Regions from separate parts of the Triticum aestivum genome. Here region 2 is linked to region 1. Evidence: chromatin contacts called from public Hi-C data. All regions are on one chromosome and are shown on one strand. The core of a region is the stretch at or near the end of the contact, and the rest is flanking DNA. Distances in the headings are between cores, read along the strand shown.

Evidence for each region. Hi-C and Micro-C count contacts between places; a contact is called where the count stands out from the background.
Region 2: a contact with region 1 is called in a Hi-C map of leaf, with 6 times the contacts expected there. The contact joins the enhancer-like site here to the promoter of LOC123188366 in region 1. A contact is called at or near these places in 1 of 5 Hi-C or Micro-C datasets (leaf) and 1 of 1 datasets of contacts at active chromatin or transcription factors (leaf).

What each region holds. Positions count from the first base shown.
Region 1 is chr2A:204,719,588-204,724,953 of IWGSC CS RefSeq v2.1, reverse strand. LOC123188366 (chitin-inducible gibberellin-responsive protein 1) reads left to right here and starts at 2,158. Exons shown (of 2, transcript XM_044600450.1): 1 at 2,158-2,364; 2 at 4,666-5,366. The coding sequence starts at 4,697.
Region 2 is chr2A:204,870,827-204,876,192 of IWGSC CS RefSeq v2.1, reverse strand. No RefSeq gene overlaps it. Among protein-coding and RNA genes, the nearest start is that of LOC123188366, 150 kb to the right of the region's middle. Within about 2 kb of position 2,097, at least 3 of the 8 cell types and tissues checked have an H3K27ac peak or open chromatin away from gene starts, as enhancers often do. A contact at or near this core is called in leaf, where this site is marked.

The DNA.
Region 1 (5,366 bases), core at 909-3,408:
TATTTATTGTTCGACATGGCATAAAATTCGGCATCACAAATTTGTTGGGCCCACTGAAATGCCAAGTCTTTCTAGAAAAAAACATGTTTTTTTAGCTTATGACACATCAATATTCACATATTGTTAATGAAATTTGACCTAATTTAAACTTGGTTTGAAATTTGTTTGAATTTGAATCAAAATTTGAGGTTATAAATATTTTGGTGTCCACCGAAATTACCTAGTAAAAGACTAAAATTGCAGACATTTTCTGTTTAGATTTTGAACACTAGTAGGATTTGTGGCGACCTCGGAGCTAATCAACGACAAGGTCTCTTCTCCCTAGGTTCTAGAAAACATCCTCTGAGATAGAACCAGGACGTGGAGTTTCTACACCCAAGAGCAAATGCTCCCGGTGTGAACAATAAAATAAAATAAAAGTTCTGAATTTTTCTGGCATACTTTCACAAATGTTTGTTGTGCATGCAAAATTTTATCGCAAAATCACATTGATGAAAGGCGTAGTAAAAAACAAAATTGATGCTCTGAAAATGTTACTTACAAAGGCATTTTGGAGCTCTGATTTTTTTTTTGCGTGGCTTTCACCAATATGATTTCGTGATGAAATTTTGCATGCACAACAAACATTTATGAAAGTATGACACAAACAAATTCAGATTTTTTTAATTTTTATTCTTTTTCTATTTATTGTTCACATCAGGAGCATTTGCTCCTGGGTGTAGAAAGGTACTTTCGTGATTAATCTCTTCTTCTCCGTAAAGAGAAAGCGTTATATTTGCAATAACCATATTCTGGTCCTAGTTTGTTTACAGACATATTCTGGTGCTAGTGGCTTGTATTATAATCACTGCACAGTTAGTTTAGCCTTGGTGTGACACCACTTCACAAAGCCAAAGTGCACTTCTCTCTCTCTCTCTCTCTCTCTCTCTCTCTCAGCATTATCTGCAAAAGAAAAGTTGATTCGTGTTTTTGGTGGCAGCTTAGCTCATGCCGCTGCCAAAAATAATTTACTCTTACAAAGGAGATCGTAGAAGGTTTCCAGAGCACGGAGCACCCATCGTTTGTACATCGAATCCGCATCAGGGGGTACGTCAGTGGCCTGGTCATCCACTAGAATAAGCCCACTAGGTTCCAAGAGGACGACGACGGGCCCCAGGGGAGTTCATGGGGTGCGGCCCATTCACAGCTGTTCCTTCCTTCCTTCCTTAAAGTTTAAGAACGAACGCGGGTAGTCGGAGCAAATTTGCATCGTGCCCAGCGTCCTTCTAGAAGCCAGCCTACGTTCTTGCTTTGTTCAGACCTGGGGCTCACTTTTGTTGGCAATCTGTTCTACTTACAACATGTGGTTCTTGGTTTGCTAGTTCTTTTTCTTTCAGATAATTAGTTATTTTTTTGGGTGCGTTTGAACTACATGTCACATCTCCGTAGCCATTTTGGAGGGCACAGTGCATAAAATCCAGTACAAACCGAACACGATTCCATCAGAATTATTTTTTACTAATTTTATTTGCGTTGAAGTTTGTAAAGTGATGAAAAAATATTGAGAAAAGAAAGTGAAAAGTGGGCAACAGGCCAATGGCATTTCTTGCACCGGAGGAAAAAGAGGCATCACATTCTCCCATCGAAATGGAAACCACCGAGGCAAAAGCGAGCGCATCCCTCGTCACCCTCCTCCGTCGTCTTCCTCGCGGTGGTCCCCGCGCCAACGCACGGGACACGCGTCACCATCTTATCTCTCGCAGCCAGCCCCGTCTCATCGGACGGACGGGCGGGCCAAGCAAGCATCCATCCGCGAACCGCCGAAGCCCCCGGGCCACACGGTGGGCAGCCCTCGGATCGCGATCGAACGACCGCGGGCCGTTCAAACCTCCATGCGCGTCAGGTCAAACGCGCGACCGCGTGTCCGTGCTGCCAGCGTCACGCGTGTCGTGGCTGCTCGCCGCGCGCCGCACGTGACCGCGCGTCGAGCCGCGCGGCCGCCCGATCCTCATCCGACGGAGCCTATGCCTCCGTCCTTAACGGCGTGATGGGCGCGGGGGCCACGGCATCACGACGCGGGAGCGCTGACCGGGAAGACGTGGCCGTGACGGCGTCAGGCACGGTCGCCGTCTGCTCGGAGCCGCGGGTAGGGTATATAATGCCGTGGCACTTTGGGATTTATTTATTTCTCCTTCTCTCTTGTGTGAGGAAGCAGATATTAATTATCGCGCACACGAAAAGAGGGAGGGGGCGCAAAGAGAGAAGGGACTAGGACACGAGAACCAGAAGAGAGAGAGAGAGAGAGAGAGAAGAAAAGCGAGAGAGAGGTAGGGAGATTGCTGGAGCTGGATCGGGGCGCCGGGCCGGCCGTGCAGATCGGAGGAGGTGAGAGCTCCCCTCCTCGTACTTCGTCGGGTTCCGTGCCTGTTGTGCTACTGATTTTTGCAGGAAGTCGCTGAATTGCTGTGCTTTTTTGGGGTGTTTTTTTGCTTGGTTATTTTGGGGTTGATTCCATAGTTTGGGAGGGTGAAGGTGGATCCTGGGCGGGTTCAGGCGGGTGCCTGGCTCTCGTTCGGCGATGAGATGGGCTCTTAGGCGGGTTTTGGTTGGGGCGGGTGGTGTCTAGCTGACGAATCAGTTGGGGATTTGTGTTGGTTCGAGCCAATTCGACCTGCTGAAGGTCTCACCTGAGAGCATTTCGCTTTTGGCTTCCACGGATGACCTCCATTTTGGGGACGAAGGAGTTGATCCTTCTCAGCTTCCGCTCTGGAGGGTACTGTTGCATTTTGTTGCTAATTTTATACTGGCTGGCTCCTAGGTCTAGCTGGGCATGGCCTACTTATGGTTCGTCTGATGGACACTCATCCGTGCCAGATGTACTTGTGTTACTTGGCTGCACTTGTGCCCTGAATTTATTATCCCAGAGTGAGTTAATTTCGTGGCCAAATTAGTGATCCTCATGTTAGAAATGGAACCATCGCTGCCTCTGGTTCTTCGAAACATGGAGGCAGACATACAGTAGATTGATGCGGTAGCTCCAAGTAGTCTAAACTAATTTTCCTTGGGAGGAACCACAGGATCCATCTGCTTCCTTGATTGGGACATATACAACTCGGGAAAAAAAATCTTATGTTTCGCTTGATGAGTCAACTGGACTTGCCTTTCCTGAAGACAATTCGTGGAAAAAGAACTCCCTTACTAGGCAGAGTGCCCCCATAGATGAACAAATCGAGGTTGGTTTTTTGAGCGCGTCACTAACTTAATACTATGATTTTAGCATGTTCAACCAACGTCCAGGATCCCAGTAGTTTCAGACCTTCGCTCACTGCAGACGGTACACAAATTGGCTTCTTGTGTGAGTGATGAAAGGTGCTGCTGGTTCCACACGGTCTGAGTGGTCAAACTTCTTGTTGCGAGTGGGGGAGGTTCCTTCTTCGGAATTCATAGCAAGAGCTACGGACAAATAGTCAAACCAACAAGGCTGGTCAATCGTCTTCAACCAACTAGAGAATCTTAGGGTCCGCTGAACATTGGTCTTAGTCGTGCATTCACTGAAGGATCTGTGACCAAACAGTGCGACAGTTCTCTTATAAACAAACTAGAGAATGCTCGAGGTTGCATGTCTTAGTTGTGAAGGGTGGTCAATGGGCGCGCTGAGGGGAGGTGCAAGATATGTCAGTTTGTCCTGTTGTTTGTTTTCCAAGCCTCTTAGTTGTGCTGGATCTTCTGGACAGGTTGATGCTTGAGCACGTTCCTGTCCAGATTGATACTTGAGCGCGTTCCTTTCTTCATTATTTGTGCCACTGTAGTCCTCTAGTTCCACTGGCAGACTCGTCATGATTGATGATCCTTTCATGCTTGCCTTGCTAGAATTTGACACCTGTGGTTGTCCTTTAAGTTTGAGGAGAAGGATAGATCCTTTAAGATTTGTAGGTAGATGATGGGGACATTTGACAGACAATGGGTTGGATTTATGCGGAATTTTGGAGAGCTACTTGTTAAATCTGTATAATATGCATAGAGGAAAGGCAAGCAGACAAATTAAAGAAAACTTGCTCTTGTGTATTTAGTGTTTGGTCCGTGAGACTCTCAGATGTCATTGATCACTGTTAGTAGGGATTTTATTCTTGCATTAATGGGCTCTCGCTTATTTTAGTATCATTTTTGCTACTTACAACTTAAAACTTTCATCTTATGTTGGACTAGAAAATTTATTCTGTTTCAGAAAATACCACTCAAATTACTATCTTGATACAAAATTTACTATAACCGTTATTTTTTCCAAGGGAAAGGTAGAGTACTGTCACTGTTAATACTCTATAATCATAATGAATTGGAATGTCACGTTAAGTTTATTGTTCTAATCAACCAATATGAATGCACACATGTGAGCTGGGAGTGTTTTATTAGTTTAATTGGTTCATGTTATCCTACATATCACCAGATACTGTCTATGCTCTTGAATCTGTCCAGCATGGACGTTCTTGTGATATAGAATTGCATTTGCTCTGTAGTGTTGGGTTTTGCAATGTTTATGCTTTGTCGCCTGTTGCCTATTCCTCCTTTCCTCTAAATTATATGCTTAGAATTGCACTGATAAAGCAAAATGTTCTGGTCTGATTATTTGTTCTGTCACCTACCATGGAATAAACAGTTCATAAATTTCCTCTCTTTTGCTATGTACAGGTCATGAACAACTAATCGACACTCATTTATTATGGATTTGCACCAGCTATTCAAGTACAGATTGACTGGTGCTAACGTCTTCTGCGAAATTCCCACAGAGAACAATTTAGCGAACTCTTCCTGGCAAACTAGTCCACTGAAGTTAGAGTTCAGCAACTCTCCATACACCCCTCTTTCTACCCAGCTTGAGTGTGACAATTTGTCTGCTCTTAGCAACACTCCAGATAACCAGAGCTCTACTGAAACCATTTCAGCCCAACCAATCTCCCCGCTTGAAGCAGACAGCTCATACATAAAGGCAGGTAGCATCCGTGAGAACATCCAAGTGAGACCTGATCCATTGTATGCAACATCAAGACATAATATGCAACAGACTTTGCGTGACATTGAGAACGTTCTGATGGCACCTGATGCGGATGATGCAACAACGAGCACAAAGCATGAGTTTGAGGACACCAAGCCTGCTCAGCTCATGCGGCAGCGGTCGAGGACATGGAGCCATGAGTCACGACAGCCGTTGCCTGGAGTTGTTCGTCCACACTTTGCATCTGGTGGATACCCCACGGCAAGCTATGAGTTCCGCCCAGAGAAACGACAAAGGGAGTTAAGGGACGATCGGCAGCACATTGTGAAGGGTCTATTAACCAAGTGTGCTGAGGCATTAAGTGAGGACAGGACAGAGGAGTTCCTAAAGCTTGTTC
Region 2 (5,366 bases), core at 848-3,347, 150 kb before region 1:
AAATATTCGTGAAATTGAATTTTTTCCACAAAATAAGTAAATCATGATTACAGAAAAATGCTCTGGAATTCAAAAACTATTCACGAATTTGTAAAAAAATGTTCACAAACTTAAAAATGTTCATAATTTAAAAAATTCAAACAAATGTTTGCTAATTCCAAAAATGTTCACGAATTTAGAAAAAATGTTCACGATTTTTAAAAATGTTCACAAATTTGAAAAAAATGTTCACGATTCAAAAAATGTTCGCTAATTCTAAAAATGTTTACGAAATTATAAAAAAATGTTCATGATTTTGAAAAAGTAGTCTTTCATTTTAAAATTTTCATTATTTGAAAAAATGTTCATGACTTAAGAGAATGTTCACAAATTTCTAAAAAAAATGTTCATGATTTCAAAAAAATGTTCTTGAGTTTTTAAAAAATGATCATGATTTAAGGGTAACGATTTAGTAAGAATAAAACCAAGATTTTGGAAAAAATGTTCATCATTAAAAAAATACGATTTTAGAAACAAATCGCAAATTAATACATTTTCGGAAATTGAAAAACAAGAATAAAAATGAAAACATAAAAGTAAAGAAAAAAATAAAAAAACGGAAAAATAAAAGAAAAAAAGAAAAAATAAAAATAAAAATCGAAAGTAAAATATAAAAACCCGGTTCAGGGAAGGTTCTAGAACCTTCCCAAAACCGGTTGCAGTTAAACCCCGAAATGGGCCGGCCCATAGAAACAACAACAGCGGGCGAGAGGGGGGGTACGCGCCACGCCGTATAGAATCTCCGGTCACATAGGATTTTTCCAGTTTGACGCCTGCGAGCGTGCGCCGTGATGCACGTCAGGCAAAATTGACAAATTTAACTTATGGATGAAATCAAATCACACAATAAACTGTCCATAAAATTATTTTACATGGCTGACCTTTTTGTGTGACATCCGACATGAAGGCGCCACATTATACTGTGCAACGCCTCACAGATAGGCGTTACACACCTGGCCAGCGTCGCACCTGTGTGATCTGAAAATTACTAAGTCAGTGCGCAGCGCCTGAGAGTTAGGCACCACACTATACAGTGTAGCGCCTAGCTTCTAGGCGTTGTACTAGTGATTGCTTCATTTTATAGTGCAACCACTAGTGCAGCGCCTGAGAGCTAGGCGCTACACTATACAGTGCAGCGCCTAACTCTCAGGCTCTGCACGATGACTTAGCAATTTTTAGTCAGTCTGGGTGCAACGCGTTGCTGGCCAGGCGTGTAGCGCCTATCTGTAAGGCGTTGCATAATGTAGTGTGGCGCCTTCGTATTGGGCGTCACACAAAAAGGTCAGCCGCGTGAAATAGTTTCACGGATAGTTCATTATGTGATTTGATTTTGTTCACAGGCCAAATTTATCAAATTTGCCTGCACGTCATTTCTTTCCTTCTGTCCGTGGGCCGTTTGCTCAAAAGAAAAAAAAAACACCTGTCCGTGGGCTGTCCACAGATATTTTTGAATGGCTAAACTATCCCTTAGCATTTTTTTATTTGCGAATTAACTACTCCTTAGCGTTAACGACGGAGTCACGCGTTGCGCTGATGAAGCGATCACCAAACAACACCAACACCAACAAGGGCGGGCACGTGTGCGCCGACGACGCCAGAGGCCAGAGCTCGGTCTCTCCACCACGTACTGTACATCTCCTCTTAAAAACTCTTTCCCGCCGGATGCGGTCTCCCCTGCGTTGACAGAGCGCATCTGCGGCGAAGGAGAAGTAGGAAGGAGCCAAACAAGACACGAGCCGCACGCACCACCTAGGCATACGTGCCAGATTAATTACTCGATCCCGACCCCGATCCTGTACGTGCACAACGTATTCCATTCCAGCACGTGTGCAGAACCCTTCAAGGTTCATCAGAGCCGTTTTGACCGGATTCCGACCAAGAGCAGATCGAGCAGCGCACGATCGAGGTGGCGGCGGTCGCGCTTCGTTCACACCGATTCACATCCGCCTCACGCGCGCACGCGCTGACATGAGCCAGCCAGCCGGCCACAGCTAGATATCGTCGAACCGGCGAGCCCCCGCCTCCGTTGAGACGTACGTACACGCACTGCCTCGCGTCATTGTCGGCACGGGCTACCCATTGAGGTTGCAGTTATCGGATCGACGGAACCCCGGGGTACTCGCGCGGGCGCTACGCCACTGTCGCCGTGGAGTGCCGCGCACATGCCGAGTGCGGCGGGCTGTCCTTGTCGCCGAGGAAACGACGCGATCGGGTGCTGCCAAAAAGGAAGGAAAAAGGATCTCGACTGCTCGCTCGTGCGTAGATACGCTTTCTTTTTAAGTTGCGTAGATACGGTTTCTTTTTAAGTTGCGTAGGTACGGGTTCTGATCGGTCGCATCAGGCGTAGTATGGGCAACCATGATATGATTAAGCAATAGCACCAGAGAGAATCTCATAAATCTCTTGCAAAAGGGAACTGTTTGTGGCCGGGGCACCGGCCGAACTGTTGCGCCGGTCCAATCCACGCGCGCCTCCTCCCAGCCACTCGGCTAACGGCACGTAGGATGGGCCCCTGTCCACGTGGGTCTTCTTCCACCTTTTTCTCTTCTCCCCGTCGCTCGTCGCTCGTCTCTCTCTCTTTCTCTGCTCCTTCTCAGGCCCCGCTACCTTGGTCAATCGTCGTCGCCCGGAGGCCTCCCAGGCCGCCGCCGCCATGGGAATCAGCCGATCCGGCTGTCCTCGGCCAGATCCGCTTGGTTCCGCACCACCGGAGCTCTGCCTACCTCGTCAGACCCGGCCACGCCGGAGCTGCAACCGGCCACGCCGGACTACACCCGCGGCACAAGTTTGCTGGATCGAGGTTACAACCATGGTCATTTTTTGCTACAACCGACGAGCCTCGGTGCTACAACCTGCATCAGTTTTTGCTACAAACAGTCACGGCGAGACGACGGGCGACGAGATTTTTGCTACAACCGTTATTGGTTTTTGCTACTACCAGCGACCTTTTTTGCTACATCAGTGACGGCGGACGACACTGCATAACAAGGAAAAGCTGCAACCGTAGTTAATTTTTGCTACTACCGACGAAGTTTTGTGCTACACCGATCAAGCTGGAGCTGCGACCTCGTGACGGCGGCAATGGCGATTTGCTGCAACCATAATAGGTTTTTGTTACTATCATCGAAGTTTTTTGCTACAACCGCTGCGCCCCTGCGACGATGACGACGGTGTGTTTTTGCTGCAACCGCAGTTGTTTTTTGCTACTACCGGTGAAGTTTTTGCTACATCCGTTCAAACTGCGCTAATTAACTGGCGGCCATCGTCGATGCAATCCCCTGCAGCCAGCATCCACGGCGAGGGCGGCGGCGGAGCTACAACCATCGCAGTCGAGAGCTGCAGTCGCAGGTAGAGTTGTTGCATGGGTCGAGGACGACGAGGATGGCCGGGGATGGTGGGGACCGGCGACGAGGACGGCCGGCGAGGGCGGGGGACCGGCGATGAGGAAGGCCGGCGAGGGGTGGGGCTCGGCGACGAGGATGGCCGCAGAAGGGGGCAGGAGGCGCCGCGCCGTGCTCCCCCGAGCGAAAGATGCGGATCTGGCCTGACCACGCGAGGAAGAAGTTGTTGGGGCGTTTTTTTTTAACCAGATCCAAAGGCTGCGCGGCTCACATCCAACGGCTAGGGCTGGACCGGCCGAACGATTCGGCCGGCGCACCGGCGCCTATCGGTGCCCCTTGCAAAAGCATTTCTTTACAGGAAAACGTGTGGAAATTAGAATTAAGAAGATCAGGAAGGGAAAGCAAATGATGGAAAGATATTCTCATTGATTGAAGATTTGCGTATATATACCCCCGGTACAAGGCCGTTTACAAGGAGCGGTTACCAAAACTATGGAACCGACATAGCAGTGATTATTTCCTAACACCTACATAAATGGAAGCCTACGTGCCAATAGTGCAGCACGTACGCAACATGCACGCTATCCTGGTGGCGATGTGCATGTGCTGGATACTATGGCCCTAAATCCTAATCGATAAACTGTAGATTCTACCCCTAAATCCTACTTCCTCCGTTTCTAAATATTTATCTTTATAGAGATTTCAAATGATCACCATATGCGGATGTATATAGACATATTTTAGAGTGTAGATTTACTCATTTTACTCCGTATGTAGTTATCATTTGAAACCTTTAAAAAAACAAATATTTAGGAACGGAGGGAGTAATTACCAACGCTATATACTCTAAGCCCTAAATAACCAGTATCGATGTATACCCTAAACCCTAAAGTACAATCCCTACATTCATTACATCAGTAAACTAATTCCTAGAGCATAATCCATAAAGCATAATTTCAACGAAAACCCTAAACCCTAAACCATACCCCTAAACTCTAATCCCTAACCGAATGCCCTAAATGGTAAAGTAAGTTTCCTACATTCATTACATCAGTAAACTAAATCCTAAAGCATAATCAATAAAGCCTAAGTCTAATGAAAACTCTAAACACCAATTGATAATAAACACAACAAGGAGAAAACCGTAAACCTAACTATAAATAGTACACAATAAGCGTACCCATAATATCTAAAACTATTAGTGCTGAAAACAATATTGGTAATTTCTGACCCAAATTATAAATTATAAATAGTAGTAGTAAGATATTTTTAAATACATAAAAAGACATATCTTAATCGAAGTACACCATATGTGTAATTTACGTTCGTGTAATACTACTTCATAATTATTTGGAGATGGCAAGAGGGATAGAAAGATCTTCATATATCAACCAAAAATAATGTCAATTTCATACATATCACAAGCATAGTTTCTACTAATAATGATAGTAATTGTTTATTTTAAAATAATATTTTTAAAATATGCAATGTAGTATGTGACACTTGGTTACAATGATTGCAATCAATGTAAATATAATTTTAGTTCAGGATCTAATGGAAATGATCACCAGACAAGGATCTACAATTAAACAAATGTTCATATTGTATTATACTAAAAAATAATAGTAGAAAAGGCAACATATTATGAACTTAAGCTCTGAAGAACAAAGGTGAGTGGCACGTAGGTAAAACACTAAGTTTGAAAAGCCAAAATTTAGATGTGTGCAACCGAACATATGTTATGAAGTTGTAAAATCTTAAAGTATTATACCCTTGAACATTACATTTTATAAGAAAACATAGGTTTTCCTGTCACATTACATAGCATCACGTGAACTAAAAATCATAGACTTGATGTTGGTACTAAGTTTTGGCATTAATTTTCGTAGAGTGGACTTAATGTTCAATGCAGGGTTCGACAACTGCACGCATTCCGCAGAGCATTGGGAGACACAACATGATGCGGAGCATCCTACGGGAATCACC